2 separate regions of the Astyanax mexicanus genome follow, and region 1 is linked to region 2. The links are chromatin contacts, called in public Hi-C maps. All regions are on one chromosome and are shown on one strand. Each heading gives the region's core, a stretch centred on a gene start, on an enhancer-like site or on the middle of the called end of the contact. The rest is flanking DNA. Distances are from core to core; before and after follow the strand shown. Region 1 overlaps peak1 (pseudopodium-enriched atypical kinase 1). Region 2 holds the start of peak1 (pseudopodium-enriched atypical kinase 1).

Region 1 (6,249 bases), core at 530-3,029, 120 kb after region 2:
GGAATAACCTGGTCTATATTCAGTATAGTGACCTCATTCTTTCAGCACATACTTTTGCTGAACCTAGACCTGACCAACTGCAGCATCAACCCCACATCATTTACTTACTTAAATCAAGGTGGAGACTTTTTGTTTTGGCCAGGCAGTGTATATCTATCACTTTTTGAGCAACCAGCTCCAAAGAAGACTCAAGAGGACTCCACTGTTAAAAGAAACCCAAAAAAGCCAGACTGGAATTTATAAAATGCATATTGATAAGCCACAACTCTTCAGGGAAAATGTGCTTTTGACAGTTGAGACAAAACTGGCGGTTTTTGGCAAGTAACATCAGCTCTGTTCACAGACAAAAATGAAAGCTTTCAAAGAAAAGAACATTGTACATACTGTGAAAGTTGGAGGAGGACCAGTTATGATTTGGGGCTGCTTTGCTGCATCTGGCATGGAATGCCTTAAATCTGTTCAGTGCACAATGAAATCTCAAGACTCTGAAGACTTTCTGGAGTGAAATATACTGCCCAGTATCATAAAGCTCTGTTTTAAAGCGCAGCCATGGTACCAAAAGGATGACGAGCCAAAAGACACAACTAAAAGCACCCAAGAACTGAAAGTGCCAAACATTCAACAGCTGCAAAGTGTCCTTGTATGAGCCCAAAGTTAAAACATGCATTATGTGCAGTGGAGAATGCACCTCTAGCGCTGGGCTATTCATTGCAAATGGATCAAAACTGACATGCAAAATTTGTAATCAAACTATATGACTTTGTTTTTATGTTTTTATTCTGTTAATACTTTTCTCCACTGGATTTTCATCTACTTTTCCCTTTAAAAACATTCTACCGTGTGTTTACTGAATCTGGCCCTTCCAGTCTGTGACTTAAAACCAACAATGTAACAAAAATCTTATATTGTTCTTTAATCTAGATTAGATTGAGTTAATTGAGAAAGATTTAAGGTTAATATTACCCAGCTCTAGGCACCCTTCAGACCTGAGACAGCTGACAGCGATAAATGATTTTTATCATCATCATTTTAATCAAATCGTCATTTTAACAGTATGATGAATAAATGTACTCCCTTTTAAAAAGCAATAAATGTTACTGATAATTACAAAAAAATCACAAAGTGTTTTAAAACCCTATAATCCTTATAATATCCAAAAAAACATACAGAAAATAAAATCTCTTTTAAACAAGGTTGGCATTGGCCTTATTCAGGTTAATGGGTTCTCCTCGATAAGTAAATTATCCTGACCCAAGTGGGCTATTGTGTATTGTGTTTAGTTTCCTCTGTTCAAACCAGGTTCAGAAGCTGTAGTCCAGAGTGGATTTTTGTCTACTTGATATAATAGAGAGATGGTTGTATGTTTAACTCATGTAAATAAGGAGATATAATTGGTTCTGCTCTGTTTTTTGTATGTGACATTCTGCAGCGACTACAGGTATTTAAAAAAAGTTTTTTTGTTTGTTTTTTTTTTGTTGATAAAATGAGGTTTGTGTCCAAACTGAAAGAAGGAATGTGAGGTAGATTGTTTTTAGCTTGTGTCCAGGTGGGTCTCTGTGGCACTTCCTGTGGCAGCCTTGACCATTTTGGGCCATGTGGTTATTAGATCATTCATACTGAAGCCTTTTCCTGTACTACTGATTTAGAGTGTGTGTGTATGTGTATGTGTGTGCGTGTGTGTGTGTGTGTGTGTGTGTGTGTGTGTGTGTGTGTTAGTAAGGAGACTTGTTAGTAATGGTGTTTGATTGATATAGTGGTGAGTCAGTGTGATTGTTCCCCAGCCGCTGGAGTGGGTGGACGTGGGTGTGTGGGTGTGTGTGTGTGTGTGTCAGGTCAGTGCCCTGTAATGGGTGTTCCTGGTGTATTGTGTCTGCTCGTAGCTGAACAGGGTGTTACGTGATGATATTCTCAGAACAGGATCTGACCACCTTGACCCTGTCTGACAGCCTTGTCCACCTTTTATTGCCTGTATTCTATGATCTAACACCCCCCTCTCCCCCTCCCTCCCTCCCTCCTTCTGTCTCCTACCCCACCCACTCCACCACGCCATGAGTGGAGCGTTTTTTGTCATCTTGTGATGGTGTTGACTGGCCCACAGGTAAACAGTGGAGAGCATAGTGTTTGGAGCAATATTAAATATAAATCTTTTATTTTTGTTTTAGATTTTAATTTTGAACATTTGTAATCTATTGTGATATATTGAATTTTAATGGCTGTATTGTAATAAATACTGTATTTCCAAGTTCTTGCCATTACACAGCTATTTAACATACTGTACAAATATGCAACGGTTCCATCAAACAGATCCATATGTATGAAGTAATATCCTTTATTTTATTTTTTTATTTATTATTATTTTTTGCATAGCATGCCTGTACCAAATTATGTTGAAGGCGCACAACCAGGCTGGATCCTATTCAGCAAATAATTTAATAAGATCTAGTAACTATGATGCTACCAGAAAGTTGAGCAGAACATTAAATGTTTATCTCATGCTATTACTCTCACCACAATGCTATTTCTCATTTAGAACTCTATTTTCTCTCCAGCTCTGTGGAATTGGTTTGGTTTGATTCGTAAGTGTGTGAACTGGACAAGGATGATCAAGCAGGAATAGTGAAAATGATCTGTTTCTTTTTTTTCTCTGTCCTGAGGGTTGGAATATTGATTTGAGGTAATATCGCCCAGCTTTAGGCATCCTTTAGACTTGAGACAGCTGAGGTGATTTGCTCAAGCAGACTCACACTCTTTCCCAAAAAAAATTATGATAATTATGGCTTATACTTTAATCCTGTAATATTGTAATTTAGCATTTATATGGCACACTTAAAATCCTTTAATTGTCCCAAAAATCAACAGTGTGCATTATTATCCTTATAATCCTCTTATGTATGAATTTTACTAGTCAGGTTGCCACTCCACCAAATTGCAGTGTAATACAAGAGTTTCAGTTTAGTTCTCCAGCATCGGGACTGGAGTAGCATTAGCATTAGCAGCTAACCGCGCTAGCTATTTCCCCATTCAGAGGTAAGTATTATTGGCCTGTAGCCTGCTCCTAACCCCAGCTAGCACTGCTGGAGCTGTTAGCTGCTAATGCTAATGCTTCGGTAATCTAAACTTACTGTAAATATAAATGGAAGCGCTTTACTCACCCAAATAAACAGTGTCAGGAGAGAAATCTGTGTAGATTAACATCCGGTGCTCATTTTATATTAAAATAATTTTTTTTTTTATTACACTTTTGTTTACTTGGCTTAGCTTTACTAAGCTAAGCTAGTAACCCCACACCACCACCCAGCAGTGAGACCTGCTGAATTAGAATTTCCTATTAGTGTCTCTTAAAATGCGCTTTATAATCCGGTGCACTTTATGTATGTTAATAGTACGCCTTATAATCTGGTGCGTCTTATAATGTTAAAAATACAGTAACTGGGTTAGTACCAGATTGTGGGCTGTACCAAAAAGTTGAGAAGAACATTACTAGGTTAAATAAACTCGCCCTCGTATTTGCTGTGTATTTGTGATTCTCTCTTTCTTTCTTCAGTGAAAAGATGTGGCTGGTTCAGTGTCAGGAAATGAGCTGAGAGAAGCCCATCTCATGCTATTACTCCCACCAGAACGCTATTTCTCATTCAGAACTCGATTTCCCTCCAGCTCTGTGGAATTGGTTTGGATTTGTGAGTGTGTGAACCGGTCAAGGATGACCAAGCAGGAAGAGTGAAAATGATCCGTTTCTCTTTTCTTTTTTTTCTACAACCTGAGGGGTCGAATGGCGCAGTACTGAAATGAAAATGTGTGATTTGAATATTCAGTTGCCGTTCTCCAGGGCTAAACAGGACTTTCACTCTATTAACCTCCAGTTACCTGGTCACAGACTGTAGAATCTGGCCGTTGTGTATAAATCGCAGTAAGAATGAGTTATAGTACAGGAGTACTGTGTTTAAGAGAAAGGTCCAGTTCCAGTTTCTATTAGGAAAGACTCCAGCCTTCTCCACGTGTGTGATCCTATCATTCTTCTTGTAGTCAGCAGCAGGATGAAGAGAAAGACAGATCTTGTAGGGGAAATGAAAGGCAATTGAGCGTGAATGTGTGTGCACCCACTCACTCGGGCACGTATCGAATGCCATGGTGGTTGTTACAGTAATGGTCTCTAATGGAAAACTTTCTTCTTGCTATAGAATAAAATGTACAGTACAGAGTGAGTCAGGAAATCTGAAGTGGTGGAAAACAGCATTCAAGGCTCACTTGTGCATATTTGAACCTGCCCTCTGTGCTTGCTCCATTGCACTCTGCTTCTGTGAATGATAGCCCTCTACTGTAAACAGAGCAGAGTTGTGTGAGAGTCTGAGTATGTTATGCGGTGACTGATAACTACCTGCAACTGGTCTGGGTCGAGTGCTAAAAATGGAGTGGAAAATGTTTAGCAGTCTAAATGTGTGGGTGTGTGTGACCTCTGGCCCTTCCTTTTGGAGACTGGTAGATATGTACATACACCAGCCTGAGTACCGCACATTTCAGCTGTAGGACGAGCAGATCTTTTCTAAAAGGGGGGAAAATGCTCCCCCTGCTGGAAATCATGAGCTGATGCGACTCTTTTAATGCTAGGCTTACTGTGTTTAACAACTTTTACTACAAAAATAATAGTACTGTGTGGGTTCCAGGCTTAAACATGCCTGGTAAATATGTCTTACAAAAAACACAATTCCTTAGGTCCAGTTGTATACTTTGATTAGGTTTACACTAAAAACTATGTTCATAAAGTCCTATAATTCTTTTAAATAGTATAGAGTTAATCATCATTAAACACTAATGTAATGTTGATAAAAATGATGCATTTATGTAAGAGAATTCTTGGTGTACAAGGATTTCACAACCATATTAGTTAACAGATATTAGTTTGATATAAAATAAATTAAACCGTTCCTTTTATAAATGTGTTCAGGTCATACATGCTCTTATTTTGGCCCCTTTTTATCCTGGCTATAGTACGTTCTAGAAGAGTGATATCCCAAATGTATAAAAAATTGAAGAAAGTAATCAGGAACAGAGTGTTCAAATGATACAGCTCTGGAACAAATTAAGAGACCACTTTAGTTTCTGAATCAGTTTCTTTGATTTTGCTATTTATAGGTTTATGTTTGAGTAAAAAAAACATTGTTTTATTTTATAAACTACGGACAACATTCAAAATTCCAAATAAAAGTATTTTCATTTAGAGCATTTAGTTGCAGAAAATGAGAAATGGCTGAAATAACAAAAAAGATGCACCACTTTCGGGCCTCAAATAATGTAAAGAAAACCATTTCAGAAATTAATATTTGGTGGAATAACCCTGATTTTCAATAACAGTTTTCATGCATCTTGGCATGTTCTCCTCCTCCAGTCTTACACACTGCTTTTGGATAACTTTATGCCACTCCTGGTGCAATCTTCAAGCAGTCCAGCTTGGTTTGATGGCTTGTGATCATCCACCTTCCTCTTGATTATATTCCAGAGATTTTCAATTTGGTAAAATCAAAGAAACTCGTCATTTTTAAGTAATCCCATATTTTTTTCCAGAGCTGTATGTACCAGCTACTGCTCAGTTACAATAAGGCAATAAGGGTCTCTTTTTAACATTATATTTTTTCAGTAGGGTATATCATTTGTTTTTGCATGAACTGTTAAAGCAGGGACTTTAACACACAGTTACTCTATTCTCCTTGAGTTTTATTTAAAACAAATATAGGAAGTAATCTAGAACAATTCCCTAACTAAGGTAACTAACAACACTACTGACACTACTCCTCAAGAGACAGTATTTTATACCCAAAAAGTACAATTCACTACATTTTTTCTGATTTAAACCACAAACAAAAAGTAATATAAACATATAAAAACAAAAATACATTTAAGTTTGGTAGATACTTTTTGTTGTAACAATGCTTCCTGGCAACAAGTCTTATACCATTGGAAACCCTGTTAATTGTAAGGAACATGCATTTGTGGGATTAACAGCAGAGCTGAGAAGGTGAAATTATTTGGAATGAACCCTAGTACCATCTCTGAAATGAAGGCCCATATAAAGTTATATAAATATAAATGTTATATAAATATGAAGTTCCATATAATGGAGCATGTCAGAGACAGGCCTTAAATAGACGTCAGAAGAAGACAACACCACAAGAAGATTGTCAAACACCAAACGAGTCAGAATACAGATACCACTGTTTGGCATTGGCAGAGACTTTACTTAGCTCTGCAGTTTAT
Region 2 (6,180 bases), core at 352-2,851:
AAAGGTTCAAATTGTCCACTAAATGTCCTCATTAGTGACAATTATGTCCATTAAAAACAGATATGTAGCAGCAGTTATGATTTTTTATAAAAAGCATTTCAACTGTTAAAAAACAACAGTAAGGTCTTCAAAATTGGTTCATAAAACTATTATACGCAGAGCTCCGACCTATCACAAAAGTTCAGGAAGTCTCACACAATTTAAAATTGTCTTCCTGATGCCTGCAAATTATATAGAATATCCTGGAAATAATCTTTTAGAGCAAGAGAAAGAACAAGTGCACATGAAAAAAGGGCGAGAGAGAAACAAGCACAGACATAGTAAGAGGGTAACAAAAAAGCATCCTGATAGGCCTCTTATTATGCTTAATTCACCAATGAGGTTTCTATATGGGGATATAGATAGAAAGAAACACGCACAGCTGGCTGTAAAAGTTACATCAGTTGTCCTTTAAAGCCTAAAGGCCATATCTGCCATTTTTCTAATATAGTTCTTATTGTGTGTAATAACTTCTGTTTCTCACTGCATTGTGAGACATCTTACTCAAAACTCAAAAACTGTTCTGATTATGTATCATGGATATTTAAGTAATACTCAAAAACTACTGATTATTAGTAATTAGCACTAGCATATGCACATGCCTCCTCTGACACATGTGAATTCAGCCACCGCCTCTTTTTGAACCGCTGCTGATGTAGCATTGTCGAGTAGCATCACAGCGAACTCGAAGGAAAGCACAGCGACACGGTTTCGATACATCAGCTCACAAACGCCTTGTGCTGAGCGACATCACCATAGGAGTGATGTGGGGAAAGAGAGTCATCTACCCACCCAGAGAAAGCACTGCCAATTTTGCTCTCTCAGGGCTTCGGTAGCCGATGGCAAGCTACATGAACAGGATTCAAACTGGCGATCTCCTGATCATAGTGGCAGCTCTTAGCCCGCTGGACCACTCGGTGCCTGACAAAATATAATTCAAGACTTAATATTTTTATACACGTAGCATTAATTGTTTAAGGCAGTGTTTTATGCAAATTTACAAATCACTACCCTGATAGCAAAGAACATGTAAAAAAAACACATTCTGTAAGGTTGATGATACGAAAACAACCTTAAAACAATTTTATTTAACATTTTCTAACAGGCTTCGGTTAGTGTTGAAATTCTGGCATTGAATCAGCGTACATGTAAAAGGGTTTGAATGGTTTGGCTGAGCTCTTTTGCTTCACCACAAACAATAATTAGACTTATTAAAAATTAATTTTAAGAAGTATTATTTAAATACTCATTTCTACACTGCAAAATAAGTCAATTCTCACATCGGAGATCGATGTTGTTTCAAAATGTAAATAAATAAAGAATATTTTTTTCTGTAATAGTATATGCAACCAACATTATATATAATAGATATAAAAAAACCTATTTTGTATAAAACATTAACACAACAGACCACTGAAAACACTGAGCGCGCGCCCGACATTCCAGCATGAATCTCGAAGCGAGACCGCCCTGCCCTCACCCAGCTACGTATGCGCGCTCCCGCGTGAGAGAGAGAGAGAGAGAGAGAGCGAACGAGCGCGAGCCGAAGAGAGAGAGAGAGAGAGAGAGAGAGAGAGAGAGAGAGAGAGAGAGAGTCAGAGCGCGCGCTCGCCGAAGGCTGAGCTCGAGCAGAGGCGAGTTTAACGGTGGAAATCTCGCCGGGAGTCCGAGCCGAGGTCCGGAGCTGCTCCGTGTGAGGAGAGCGGAGGCTGTGGAGGAGCGAGCGGCGCGGACACTCACCCCGCAGCTCCCCGGAGAACCGAGTAACTCCCTCAGTAACTCCACTAAACTACCCAAACTAACGGCGAGGAGCTGAAACTGAAGTTGGCGGATCTTCTGCGAGTTGGAGCGGACTGGAATTCCGCTTCCCTTCCGTCCCGAAGTTTCTGCGCGGTGTCAACACACACAGTAGGACTCCTCTGCTGAGTACGTGTGAGTGTGTTGTGCTGGGAGCTCTGTGTTTGTGTTTATTATGTGTGTTGTGCTGGTTTGTGAGCTCGTGTGTGTGGCTTTTTGACACAGTTGGTTAACGTTAGTTAATTAGTTAGTTTTCACACGGTCTCTAGCCCCTTTAGCCTCGTCAACCTTAAGACGCCGCTGTGCTGCTGGTTGTGTTTCTGGCGGCGTTTCTAGCTGTGTTGGGAGCAAGCTGAGATGTGGCGCAGAAAGAGTTAACAGCGAGTCTCTGACAAACACAGGGGGCATAGAGAAGAATGATGAACAATTTCAGCCTAAATTCTAGCAGCGGTACAAGTTCTAACCCGGGTTTTATCAGCAGAAACTCTCTCTTTAGATACATCACCTCTGACACATTCACTGTTACTTCCATACCTTTCATTTTCACCATTGTCATTTTCACCAGTTACATTAACTATCAGGATCACATATCCTTAACTCTGACTAATCTAATGCTACTATTGATTAACAAGTAATTCCAGTCTCTCTTATATGTACGTACATTTTTACTAGTGAAAACTCCAGTTACAGACATATACAGTCACTCTTTAATTAGTAAAAAATGGTCATTCCAGATTTCTACACTGTAATACTGGCTGGTAAAAAGTCTCAGTCCACATCTCTGTAAATCTGTCATTCTGACTAGTATGGTTAAATTAGGGCTGCAAAATAAAGGAAAAAAGCTTACTTTGCCAACTTTTAATTTTAACTGCTGTAAGTTGTATGTTGCAATGTTAAAAATACAATTTTCACCAGATCTCATCAGAAGTTTATACATTATATATAAAATATTTTTTATGTGTGCAGTTTTAAATCTCTATAATAGAATTATTTGAATAGAATTATTATTCTTTTTAGATACAGTAGGTTACCAGTCAAAAGTTTGGGCACACCCTATTCAGTGTTTTTTCCTCATTTAATGTATTTTCTCCATTGTGGAAATCATTGTAGGAACACATATGGAAATAAATTAAGTGTTTGGCCTCCACAACCCCCTGATCCAAACCCAACTGAGATGGTGATTTCGAATAAGCTGGAGCACAGCATGAATGAAAAGCAGCAACTATTGTTCAGCACCTCCAGGAACTCCTTCCAGACGCTGAGAAATCTATTCCAAAATACCAGTAGAGTGAAAATCTGCTATTAAAGCTATATGTGGCTACTTAAAAGAATCTAAAGTATAAAACATATTCTGGTTTATTTAATACTTTTTCTCGTAACATAATTCTGCATGTATATCCTGTATAGCTTTAATATAGTATTCAATATTAGATTTACAATGTAAAACATAATACAAATAAATAAAGAAAACACACTAAATAAGAAGAGTTGTATCCAATATTATGACTGGTACTGTATCTGTGACTGGAGTCATTACCAATAAAATGTAACTATATAAAAGAGAGAGTTAATTCCCATGAAAATCAATGGTAAAATCTGACTAGTAAAATTATAATACTGATGTCATCCTGGTAATATGACTAGTCATCATAGATCATCAGGTCTAATATTATTGTTATTAGTTGTATATACTTTATAGCTTGATTGTAAAATGGGAGAAAATAGCTAGTGAAGTCTAGTTTTATCTAGTTATAACTTTATTGAGTTAATTCTTGTATTGCTGGTATCAATTTAGGTATGAAATGGCTTGCTAGAAGTAAGACAGTGCGAGAGTTTCCTGCTTCACCATTCAGCCATTCTCCAACCTACAGAAACAAGTGTACTTCTCACTCAATCTCCTACCCACCCAGACATATGTTAAAGAGAAAGACTGCTCTTGACCAGAGAACTGATACAGTAAATGAGATCATGCTGATTTCCAGTCACATAAAGGTCCTTTTCATACACATATTCTGCCCAGAGAAGGCTCAGTCTTCTCAGTCTGTCATCATTACAGAAGGGGAGGGCTGGTAATGTTATTCTCTGAATGATTGTCTGTCTTTGTTTTGATCAGGACACAGCACCTGTCAACTGCACAGGCCTGCTGATGACAGACGGTGGTTATGTGGTTATGCCAGCGCCCCTGAAGCTGTTTGCGCTCGAGAGTGAATAAAGTAGAAAAATTTAAGCTTGCACTCCAGACCTGGCTGTCAGTGGAATTGCAGAAAACTCTCAGAAACCGGCGAACTGTTCAGCTGGCTGTGTGAAAATTGTCGCCGTCGGCTAGTAGTCTACCAGCTGAGTCATGATGTGAATGGATGTGTTATGACAGGTCTGATTAATGCAGGTGTTTACATCATTACCATGTTATGTGGAGCTGCTTCACCATGGCTTTGAGAAAGAGTGATCACTCATTTAGGTCATATTCTTCACCATAATTATTGTGCACATGGGCAGAGCGGGGGTCTCCAGTCCTTCTCCTGGAGAACTACTTTCCTGCAGACTGAGACATTGTCCTAATAGGCTTGTCATTACTTATTTTGTATATGTTGTCACAGATATAATTGCTATAAAATATATTTTATTGTAAATTTAAGATCATAATATGCCACTGATAGATTACCGGCGTAATAGCATAAAGATGCAACTACATGCTTTTAAAGAGCAAAACACTTTTTAATTATTAAGAAATTTACACTTCCAGTGCCTTTTAGTAGAAAATAATTAACTAAAAACCAATAAGTAATTTTAATTTTAAAAATAGTAACATATTGTTTAAAAAAATTATATTTATATATATATAATAATAATTATTATTATTATTATTTTATTATATTTTTTATTTTTTATTTTTTCCAAACAATGCATTGGTTTATAACTAAGTAGCAATGGAAATTAACCGATCTTTGGATTTTTTTTTTTTTTAATGTCAATGTTTATAAAGCCTTTGTCTGTAGTAAAGCAGTTTTGGAACAGATTGTGTTACTGCACTGTCTACTGCAGAATTTACATGCTTACACACAGCACATTCACACTTTTATTAATAAGTAGAAAAACACACAATCACAGAGAACTATCGAAAGTATGAGTCTTTTCTTTAGAGAAATTACAGATGGAGCCAGAGGGTGCTGAGTACTGTTTCCTACACATTCAAAAGACTCTCGGAAACTGGAGGTCTGGGTGACCCACATGGCAACACCAGCCTTTAGCTAAGTGTAACATTGGACTAACTATTAGTTTCAGCAAAGAAGAGACGACTATAAGAAGTTACTGTTAAGATGAGAAAATTAAAAAAGCAACGTGTCTGGACCATGCAACACTGCTACTGGAAAACAAAAAAAATAGGGGTGTACTAAAACTTGTGACCAGTAATGTATATGATGGTTTGATATCCTAAATTGATAAATATACTTTTTAAAAGTTGACATACTGACTAATTCACATTAATGGTCTTATCTTGCTAAGTAAAAACAATTGGCAATATCTAGGTCAGCAGCATGATTGTCATATATTTTGTGTGATAACTTGATAATCTAGTTATTCTTACAGGCCTAGACAGAGCTAATTCATTTGAGATCTCTAGCAATTCTTGGTTAGCTTAATGTGGTGTTTGTAGATCTGCAAGAAGGTAGCCAGTTCTTCACCAGCAGGGCTGAAGACCACTGATATGTATCCAGATCTACCCTTAGGTCCAACTACACTGTGCCTCCTAGGCTCTATCTCTCTGTTGTATGACTTCTTCTCTCTCAAGGCCATGGTCTGTTTGGGTGACCATGAGGCTTGAACTGACTGAGACATTAAACAGAGCTGTAGTTGTTGCTGTGATTATTTGTTGGTGTGAACGCAGGTAACCACATATTTGTGTGTTGTGGTGAACGATGGTGCAGTGTGGATGGCTGGCCATGATCCTGTAAGGGGTCTGTTATGTGACACCAGGCTGTTTGAACTTTCCCTGCCCTTCCTGCACCCTCTGCCCCTCTCTCAAAGCTTCAAGCCACAGAACAGGTGTGACCCAGGGGCCTGCAAGGGGGTGTGTGAGCACAAGTATGTAGAAGAGAGAGCAAAAGTAAGCAAATGAGTGTGCAGGGCCTCATGAACTCACAAACACATACTGTATATTCTGTTAATGGGATTAGAAAAGGTCTCTGTTTTACTCTTTTTTTTTTTTTGGACAGAAAAGCTGTTTAGTATCTCTAAGGGTTTACCAGAGGAATGGCAATGAATTAAACGTCTCAACAGGTCAGTGAAACGTAGCACTAGCTGATGTTGCCTGGATGTTAACTACTGTATCTGGTGTTTGCTGGA

Evidence for each region. A called contact is a pair of places that touch in the nucleus more often than the background predicts.
Region 1: a Hi-C map of muscle shows a contact between it and region 2, with 10 times the contacts expected there. The contact joins the enhancer-like site here to the promoter of peak1 in region 2. A contact is called at or near these places in 2 of 3 Hi-C or Micro-C datasets (both in muscle).

The regions. Positions count from the first base shown.
Region 1 is chr2:44,390,487-44,396,735 of AstMex3_surface, forward strand. The region is part of intron 3 of peak1 (pseudopodium-enriched atypical kinase 1); the gene reads left to right. Among protein-coding and RNA genes, the nearest start is that of LOC125798981, 15 kb to the left of the region's middle. Within about 2 kb of position 1,780, the one cell type or tissue checked has an H3K27ac peak away from gene starts, as active enhancers do.
Region 2 is chr2:44,272,050-44,278,229 of AstMex3_surface, forward strand. It overlaps peak1 (pseudopodium-enriched atypical kinase 1), which reads left to right and starts at 1,602. Exons shown (of 8, transcript XM_049474340.1): 1 at 1,602-1,971.